Regions from separate parts of the Zea mays genome. Here region 1 is linked to region 2. The links are chromatin contacts, called in public Hi-C maps. All regions are on one chromosome and are shown on one strand. The core of a region is the stretch at or near the end of the contact, and the rest is flanking DNA. Distances in the headings are between cores, read along the strand shown.

Region 1 (4,962 bases), core at 1,405-3,904, 650 kb before region 2:
ACATCTTTTTCCGTGGCAGCAGCAGGGCTATTCCTGCCAAGGAGGTTTAGACGCCATAAGTACAGCTTTAATGACAGTGAAACTCAACAAAACTCACAAATCCTAGCGCTCATGAAAACTGGAATGGAGCACATACATTTCTTCTGCCGGAAAACCAGGCTCGGTGTCTTGTGAGCAATCGACTAGCCATTCTTCTGGCAGTTCATCAGTCCCGTCAGAGTTCAGTAAACAGTTGGTACCTGGAGTTAGCACTCTAATTAGGAATGGAAAAGAACGCTCCCAGACTGAACACCAGAAGTCTAGCAGTAATGATGGAAGGTATACCTGAAAAATCCATCTCCTGAAGACTTTCCAAAAGCCCCTCTTCAGTCATAGAACGTGTCATCTAGTACAGACATAGAAAGGCATTATACCAATGAAGGCAAAACAACATACCACCGTAAATTGACACAGTTTCCGACACAACAACATTACTAATAGTTCACTTCATCTTTAAGGATACTTTGATAGATCGACTAAAGAGCATGTACCTCAACATTTTCTGGACAGAACTGCAACATGCGTCTGCGCTTTGCCTGCAAAGTTTCCTTCCCTTCTTCAAACTCCTTGACGATGATATCTGCATTGCATTTTTACTAGTCAGAAAATGCAACTAACATTGAAGCGCCTTCTTGAGTGTTTGCGGAAAAGGTCAGATGGGATAGAATTAGGAAATATCAATTGGAATCCATTGTACTAATAATTAGGTCAGATCCTATATTAGTTGCATTTTATAGCTCAGATTAGACATACGCAAGAGGGAAATTGTAACCTGGAAATGTACTCGATCCAATTGCCATGATCAGCTGATTTTGTTATTATATTAGTCATTTGTTTGTGGATTTACACTTTATATATTACTACATATATACGAAATACAATGTCAATAACGCAATTTCAGGAAGCAGAGAGAATTAGACAACATATATTAGCATCTAAAAGGTGGTACTACAGGTCGTATTGGACCGTGGAAAACCATTTGCGCAGATAAGTTGGTGTGAACTGAAATAGTTCAGAATCTACATTTAAGCTTGTGACTGTAGATTTCAAAACCACGAGAACAAGACTTTACCTCCTATATCACAGAACTGAAATTCGAAGTCTGTACAATGTTTAATTGGTGTTTGCTCATCAAACATGCTCCAATCATCACCCATATTGTTGGGTGCTTCAGCCCACAAGCTGCTACATGGAGCTGCCAAACCGGAAATACAAGATGCTCAGGTCTTTGCGTGGATATATATTTAGGGCAGAATGAGTAATGCAACGGCACGGTGCAAACCAGCTAACAAATCTTTCTGCAGACCATACTCCTGACTTTGCCATTCCCACAGCTCACTGTAAGTTCCACAGCAACGAGCTCAATCAGAAGTGATTAATCTTGCAAGAAACTTGAGGAGAAGTTCAGAGCAAGGAGTGAAAATGTGGAGCATAAAAGTATGCCCAGCTAACGTCGCAGAAAAGGGTAAAAATCTTAACAGTGAATTGTACTGGACTGAAAGGTAAATTTGGGAGGAATGTAGATCATGAATAATGCATCGGTGACAAATAACAACTGGCACGAAAGGCAAGCAACAGCCACAAACAGACATGGTAAAACTTTAATCTTGAGTACAGCAAATATGTAAAAGTTTTTTTCTACTATTTTTCTTTTTTGGATGTGTAATGACAGAATGTTCAGCGTTCGGTAAATATATATCAGACAGTAAACTAGCGAGGGTTAGAAGCTCGTGATAGCAATCTAACAACGAAAACGGATGAAACAAGAAAAACAAAAATCCTTGGATAAGTAAGGAAATGCATCAGAAGTGGTGTCCGAAACAAGACACTACAGCACCAGCTTTGTCACGAACTTCACGGGAGCAGCTAACAGGCAGGGCAGCTAGGGTTTATATGGCCGGAAAAGCCCAAGACAACTGAACCGCTGCTAGCTGATTATGGACGCAGCACGCCGAAAAGGCGCAAAAGCCACAGCAAAGCTTCGTACAAAAGAAGGGAGAATACGGCCCTTTGCCCCCAGAATTAGTAGTCCCTGCGTCCTGCTCCCTTAACATCATCGTAGGACGCATAAAGAGCTCACCCACCAAAAAGGGGCGCAGCAACTTCCGGGCTCTAGTACCTGCTGCCACACCCACCCGAGCTCCCTTAACAAAATTGGGGATCGACGGTGGGCTGCAGCCTGCAGGGACGGAACCGAAGCGAGAAAAGAGAAGCCGGTGACTGGAATTTCGTCCCCAGCCGCGGGCACCAAGGCGCGGCCTTTCTCCGCGGCGCGCGACCCAGGACCAGTAGTACCACGGACGGTGTTTCGGTGCGCGCAACTCACCCCTGATCGCCAATGGCGCCGTCGAAGTCCATGACCGCGCGCGCGGCGAGGGCCGCGGATTGGATCCGGCGTCACGCGCGGCTACTGCTTCACCGGCGGGCGACAGCGACGACGGGCTGGCTGGCTGGTTCTCCGCGCCGGACCAGGGAGCGGGGGGCAGGTGGAGAGGGGGACTGGAGGGGAGGAGGTGGTGGAAGTGGAAGAAGTGGGGTGGGCGCGGGGTGCAGGGCAGCAGGCAGGCGGTTTGAGCCCTCTCCTCCCTCTGCCGTCCCTTTCGCTGTCTAGACACAAGTCCAAACTCCAAACCCCCGATGCTTTTATCCACTCTCTCCTCTCGCTCTCACGCTCTCTCTCTCTCTCACCAGTTGTGGTGACAGCACAGTCTGCAGAGCGGCACGGAACCCCGCGAAAACCAAAAAGAATCGAGAGGCGTGGGCCGCGGATTATCTTATGATGACTAAGGGTCTGTTTGTTTACCTTCATGGATTATATAATCTGGATTATTTTTGGAGGATTATATAATCTAGATTATATAATCTCGATTATATAATCTGAGTAGTCCCGTTTGTTTACCCAGATTATTTGAGTTGTTAATAGGATTCTTTTGTATGAGGAAGACAAGAATGCCCTCTATATTTGTACTAGGTTGAAACTCATATATGAAAAAAATAATTCAATTGACACTGTCAAATATTGCATTAGCAATATTATCACGGAAGGCATTCATGTCACCTTCTTCATCCCCAAATTGACTAGTACTAGGCGCAAAAACGATTTGGTGGATTATAATGGCAATGGTGGGTAATTTCTAGGAAACTTGAAAGGGTAGTGGGGAAGTGGGAAAAAATAATCTGAAATAAGCACCTCCTCACTTGCTTATGGATTATCATAATCCAAGGGGTTAGATTATATAATCTGGGCAAATAAGCTGGACTGTTTGTTTGCCTCTTAGGATTATTTAATCCAGATTATATAATCTGGGGGGTAAACAAACAGGCCCTAATCCTGACCCGGATTTAATAAGTAACTACTAATCCAAAGCGGTTGCCAGGCCATTTTGTTAGGAACAGCCCTTGCCAGGCCGTGAAGATTGCTGGGGAAGCCATTGACTGGGCCTGGAAAGCTTGCACCGGAAGGAAGCCCAGCCCGAGGATTTTGCAACTCCAAATGAAATCATCATAAAGATGCTACAGTAGATTCATTTGTACTAGTACTACGTCCCGGCGGAGATGGCATGAGCTACAGTGAATGCGCAGGGCGGGGGCAGGGCACGGGGTACATCGTGGCCATTAACTGCGGACCCAGGGCGTTCATGTGATCCGGAGCATTCAAGACGAAGACGGGAGACGGCCGAGCCCGAGCCTCTCTCACTCCGTCCGTTGCGTTGCTACGGACGGTACGGTTGCAGGCTGCAGGAGCAGGACCAGCGAGCCCCGACGCTGGGAGGTGGGCCCTGTGGATCCGTCTATTCCATGGCCGGATGGCCCCCGCATGTCGGGAGCTTCCTGTCCCGTTCTGTTGGACTGCTACGGTTACATGCAGGAGCTCCAGGTCCAGTCCAGATGCACATGGGGCCGCCCGCTACGGCCGGCGTGGAACAGTAAAAATTCCAAGAATGTCAGGCTCCTCTGATCCGGATTGGACTAATTAATTAAAATACGTAATTATCGAAGAGATGATCCACGATTAATTAAAAATACTCGGAGCTTTAAGACGGAGGGAGAGCAGCCGCGCGGGTCGTCCTAGAAAAGGTGCCCAGGCGTACAGTATAGTACGCGAGGCTGGATTTTGGATCTTCACTTTGATCTCTCGGTCGTTTACTGAATACTGACGGATCATCACTTCACAGATCTGTTTACCGGCGAGTTTACCGGCGGGGGACCATGCCCTCGTGGACCGTGTGGCTAACTTTAGGTAGTGTTTGGTTGAAGATCCAAGTAGAACGGAGCCGTTCTGTCCTAGTTTTGTTGCTGTTTGGTTACAAAGTAACTAGAACGGAATGACTCCAATTAGAGAATATTCTCCTCAGATCCGGAACCATTCCGCTCCAAAAAATCAACCGGACGGAGCCGCTCTGTTCTCATCCCGCTCTCACAGTCACGCTTCGTTCCGTTCACTCTGCAACCAAACAAAAAACAGAGCCGCTCCGTTCCAGATTACCAAACACAGAACAGAGCGGCTCTGTTTTTAGAATCAGGGATGGAACGACTCCGTTCTACTTGGCTCCTCAACCAAACACTACCTTAACTTCGCCCGACTGCACATGTCGAATCAGATCGCCGGTGACGGTGAGTATACTAGTAGCATTTTAGTTTGCGACGACCAGACCAGATCGCCGGTGAGTACGAGGCGCGTTTGTGGCTGTAGGCTGCGTACGTACGTATGCATGTACAGATAGATGGACTCAAGTACAGGTTGATAGGCGCTGATAAAGCTCCCTTCCAAGCAGTTGATCATTATTCCACTATAACCAGCCTATCAGGGTACCATCATCACAACACATCGTCGACATGCCTGGTTCAGAGAATCAGGGTAAACATTAGCATCGAAATGATTACGGTGACACGTGCAGCGCACGGCTTCCTACACCACGGCAA
Region 2 (5,050 bases), core at 1,627-4,126:
CGACGGCGGCGGTGGCTCTTCTTCCACACTGATTTCCCCCCAACGCGATTCTTTGTGGAAAGCACGAGATGGACGTGACATCCATGGTTCGCTTACATACCTCCCAGAGAGACGTCCGGGCGGTTGGAGTCCAGATCTAAGTCATGGCGAATTTGCGCAGGTAATCGTGGAGTTTGTTGAGGGAGGCGGCAATCTGCTCCCAATTGACCCGCAACAATGGTTTAAGAAGTTGAGATGAGAGTAGAGGAAGGGGGGGCGGGATTCAGCTTTATAGCCTAGTGGCGCACACACGGAGTTAGTCCGGCGCGCGGATAGCGATGGATTCGATCGGATTTTCCGAGGTTCACGGCCAGCTTGATTTCGCGGAGGTTTGTTACGCGTTCTGTTTGAGGTAGGAGAAGCCCTGACGATTGGGTCCCATGTGTAGGTGACACCGGTGTGAGCATCAATGAACTACACGGACGACCCACCGGTCAGTGGGACAGGGCGTGCTGGGCTGAGGTTGTAGGCGCGCGGCATCAGTTTGGGCCGGCGGAAGCTTGGGATAGTGGGCCGAATCGAGGAGAATTGGCCCACGCGCGGGTTTCTTCTTTTTTCTTTTTTGTTTTTGTATTTTACTTTCTTTCACCTTTTCAAATTTCTATTTCAATTTCAACTTGATTCAACTTTGAATTTCAAACATAATTCTATTATGGACATAGATCCTATCTTCATTATTATTATTATTTATCTTGCTTCTCACCATAAAGAATAATTCATTTTAGGAGAATATCATTTGAAGATCTTTCCACTATTCGTTTAGATTCTTTTACTTTCTTTATTTATTATATTTTTTTACACAAATTTTGGGCTCTACAAATTAGGTGTCTCTTACTAGCTTTATAAGTCATTGAGAGTTTAGAAGGAGAGGAAAAAAGCACGATCAAGAAACCAAGCAACAAAGAGCGACAAATGAAGCAATAGCTCACACTCTCTAGAATCTCTCACAAGGCACTTAATCACTAATGAACACAATCACAATTGTTGCACTTGGAGGATTTTAGATGCTTGTGTGAGGCTTTGGAGTGAACTCTAGCTCTTTGCAATTAATTGGGAGTTGGAATGCTTGGATGTGATGAATGGAAGTGGTTGGGTTGTATTTATAGACACCAACTACTTCCTAGTCGTTGCCCACTTTCTACCAACCGCGGACGGTTCGCATTTCTGGCCTTAACGGGCCGCCCCTGCACATCAACGGCTGAAATCGCAACGGTCAACAATAACGACTATAAGTGCATTAAAGGCATCGTCATATATCAAATAAAGCAGTCACGGACGGTCCAGCCGTACACCCCGGACGGTCCACGAGATGCTAAAATTGGATTTTACTGAACCTGGTACCATGGGGGTTTTCTGGTTTTCAACGTGCGAACGGTCCACGCCTAGAGGCCAAACGGCCCGCGCTTGGTCTCGGACTGTACTCTTTACTCCTTCAGACAATATGTAGAAGAAGATTTGATTTCAACATAGTTTCTGTCCGAGGTGCATTAGGTATCGTGGACGGTCCGCGCACAGATGAATTTTCCAAAAAAACTCGTCTGTCCAGAATAATCTACGTTATTCCGGACAATCGACTTAGAATTGAGATAGATAGACTTATGCACGTGTGAAATAATCAACTACGCAAACTAGTTAGTACATTAGTTTATAATTGTCATCAAACACCAAAATCAATTTAGAAAAAATGGTAAAGGTGGTTGAGCACATTTTCTTCGGTGTTTGTATACAGTAAGGTCGTTCTGCGTCATCTTTTTACAAATAACCCCTCACAGCTATTTCAAATTAACCCGCTGCACGCCTATAGATGGTCAAACGGCGGCCCGGCACGAGCCAGACGCCCGCGGGCCACAACTCTGGCCCAGACACGTCATACCGGCTTGTTGACTGTGTCGGGCCAGCCCGTCGTCCTATTTGATTAAATAGGCATAAAATGTTAAAAAGGTGGGGTTCGAACTCATGCCCTGATGGAAGAAGGGCTGGGTGAAGTTGTCTAACCAGTAGAACATCATGCTCAAAAGTTTTTAATATTGAATATAAATTATTTTTAATATTGAATATAAATTGTATATATGTATATATGTTTTTTGTAAAATAAAAATAATATTGGTGTAATGGACTCCATGATATTTGAGGTTGCTGAATTGGATGGAGCAATAATAATTTGTCACACTAATATAAAATGAAATGTTATTTGTTGGTTTTAAACGTTAGTAATGGCTACAAAGTAGCATAATTTATATGGAGCGCATCCAGTTTTTATTGATATCTGACTTTAGCAATCACTCCATATTTTGATCTATCTTTTTTATAAATTTGAGTTAATGTGACTTATTTTAGAAACTTGAGCTCACAAACTTTCTCTTATTTAGTCTCTGTATGGTGGAATTATGTCATTTTATAATATATGTTCGTTCAGTTAGTCGTTGTGAACTCTCTTCTAATCGCTCACTTTATTGACCGTATTGTACCAAGACATATTGGATGGAGTAAACAATAACATCAGTTAGCCAAATCAAAAAAATATTATACGGAGAGCGGAGATAATCAATAAAAATTTTTAAAAAAAATTTGGTGGATAATTTATATGGATATTGTTGTAAGCGGTTGTAACACACGGGCAAGCCCGACTAGTATGTCTTTAGTGCACAGTTTGATATGTTTATTTAATTTGTTTTTATTTTTTAATAGTAGTATGGGACGGTCATATTTTTTCTATTTATCTGTTAACAGAAACATGTGACACACTGACACGTAGGCCCATCGGTCGGCCTATACTCTTTCTATTTTCTTTCTTCCCTTCATGCTCCCGAGTCCCGATCCATCCGTAGAGGGCGGCGGCCGCATCCTCTCCCCCCGCGGCCGAGCTCCACCCCCACCCACCCACACGCACACACTTTGCCGGCGGCGAGCACCACCAGGACAGCAGGTGTTCCCTCCTCTTGGTTTTCCCTTCATGCGGTGCGACTGGGTCTAACCCTTCTGGAATCATCTCCGATTCGGGGGGTTTTAGACGATATCTGGGCGGGATACAAGGTTTTTGGATGGAATTCCGGGGATCTCTGTCGACCCATATGTTTAGTGGTTGGGGAATTGGGGAAAGCGGTAGAAAGGTGTGATGTTTTAGTCCTTTTTGGTTGAAGCGGAGCTTGAGTCTTTGAGAAGCCATTTGGGCGTAATTCTTCTTTCGTTGATTGGGGTCGGCCTTGTGTGCAGGTTACGCAGATGTTTCTTTTTAGAGTTATTGCATCTCCTCAGTTGTAGTTTATCTCGGTTGTGTATCCACGAGTGCTGTGTACACCAATTCCTGTAGAAAAGATGGGTGAACATGTTTTCATTGTTCAAGAATGTTGTTATATGTTTTTAAATCATGTAAGACATGTTTTAGTTTTACCATGGGGTCTCGAGAACAATATTGTTTATTTCCTCATTCTGTTTTGAAGCCGTCGGAATTATGCTTGTAATCATTGCTGAAGTTTTTGTGAACATATATTTTTTTTCAATCGATTTTGCTCGAGCCAGTATCTTTTATTGCAACACCATGAACTCCCATGGTGCTGGTTCGCATTCACGGCTTTTGGACCTCAACTATCCCCCTGCTGAAGGGGCTGGTGAGGGGGCTTCACGTTTCAGCAGTATCCCTGTCTCTCATAGAGAGGGTTCAAGCAGCATGCCTGTACAACACATCCAGGCTTCGAGTAGTACACCACCGGCTACTGGTGAGCCTCGCATTGGTATGCGTAGTTGCCCCATCGATGTGGAAGCCATCGATGATGATGCCGTTATCTATTCTTCAAGACCACTGCCTCGAGTACGTACTTGTGCATTGTTCTGGTGTCTATCTGTGGATATGCATATTATTTTGTTCTGCTTTTGATTCTTATATGATCATTTAATATGAAGAAAATGTTTATCTGGTTGGTTTCCTTCATGTTTCAGGCAAGACAGCAGTTGACCACGACAGAAAGTATTACTATCATAATAGATGATGATTCCGAAACAAACCTAGAAACAGCAGGTTTGATGTTATATCCAGTGTGAATTTTATAAACCATGTTCAGTTATTCATTTTAGTGCAGCAATAAAGTTGTTTTGTATGAAGATCCATAGTTCTCATTTCATTCCACACATGGTAATTTATTGTTTTGCTCTGTTGGACTGCCCCCCCCCTCTTCTGTTCATTCATTTTAGTGGATCAATCAAGTTGTTTTGTATGAAGATTCATAGTTCTCATTTCATTCCACACATAGTAATTTATTGTTTTGCTCTGTTGGACTGCTGTCCTGTTCATTCTCTATCAGTTGTGATGTTTACCCTGCACTCAATGAGGTACCATCATAATGTAGGTTCTGTTTGTTACAGTTTACCTTGCTAGCATAAAAAAGCTATACGATATGTGTGTTAGTGCTTCACAATGTACCTCTATTTTTTTTTCTGTTGCTACTTGTTAGCTGCCCATTTAACAACATGATCTCGTTGATAATCGTCTACATGGTTTGATTAGAAAGTCGGCAATATATGTCACTGCAATCATAGATGTTGTTCAATACTGTTTGTCGACTTGGCGTACTGACTTGAGAGTTGTTCCACTGGAAGGTGAATAGGGTGGGCATCTGTACACAACATTTCCTATGTTGTGTTAGCAGTGTTGAATATGCTACAGTTTTTTCATGGTTTCAGTTCGCTTAGGCTGCCTTATAAATTGTAATTGTTGTTTAGCTGATTGTTTGCACACAAGATAAGTGTTTAGGTAATATAATAGTAACCTTAGAGCGTGATTGGATGCCTGCATCTGGTCCGGGCCAGGTCCCGTGGATGCAGAGGACTCCGTGTTTGGATAACTGGAGGAGGTGTCGGGCTAGGTTGAACTTCCCCCCTCAGCTAGGCTGAGATGCTACGTGGGGTGTGAGCTTCGCTCCCCAGCCAGGCTACGAACAAAACTAGATCTCATTTGTTATATAAAATATATTTTTATTTTTATCTTCTTCGTGACGCAGCCAACCAAACATTGGCG

The links. Hi-C and Micro-C count contacts between places; a contact is called where the count stands out from the background.
Region 1: a Hi-C map of ear shows a contact between it and region 2, with 2.2 times the contacts expected there. The contact joins the promoter of LOC100280154 here to the promoter of LOC100502508 in region 2. A contact is called at or near these places in 2 of 25 Hi-C or Micro-C datasets (ear and tassel).

What each region holds. Positions count from the first base shown.
Region 1 is chr3:163,749,449-163,754,410 of Zm-B73-REFERENCE-NAM-5.0, reverse strand. LOC100280154 reads right to left here and starts at 2,654. Exons shown (of 9, transcript NM_001153086.2): 1 at 2,366-2,654; 2 at 1,322-1,377; 3 at 1,112-1,234; 4 at 531-619; 5 at 325-385; 6 at 137-239; 7 at 1-33. The coding sequence starts at 2,397.
Region 2 is chr3:163,103,993-163,109,042 of Zm-B73-REFERENCE-NAM-5.0, reverse strand. LOC100502508 (RING/U-box superfamily protein) reads left to right here and starts at 2,876. Exons shown (of 4, transcript NM_001196986.1): 1 at 2,876-3,847; 2 at 3,976-4,054. The coding sequence starts at 3,491.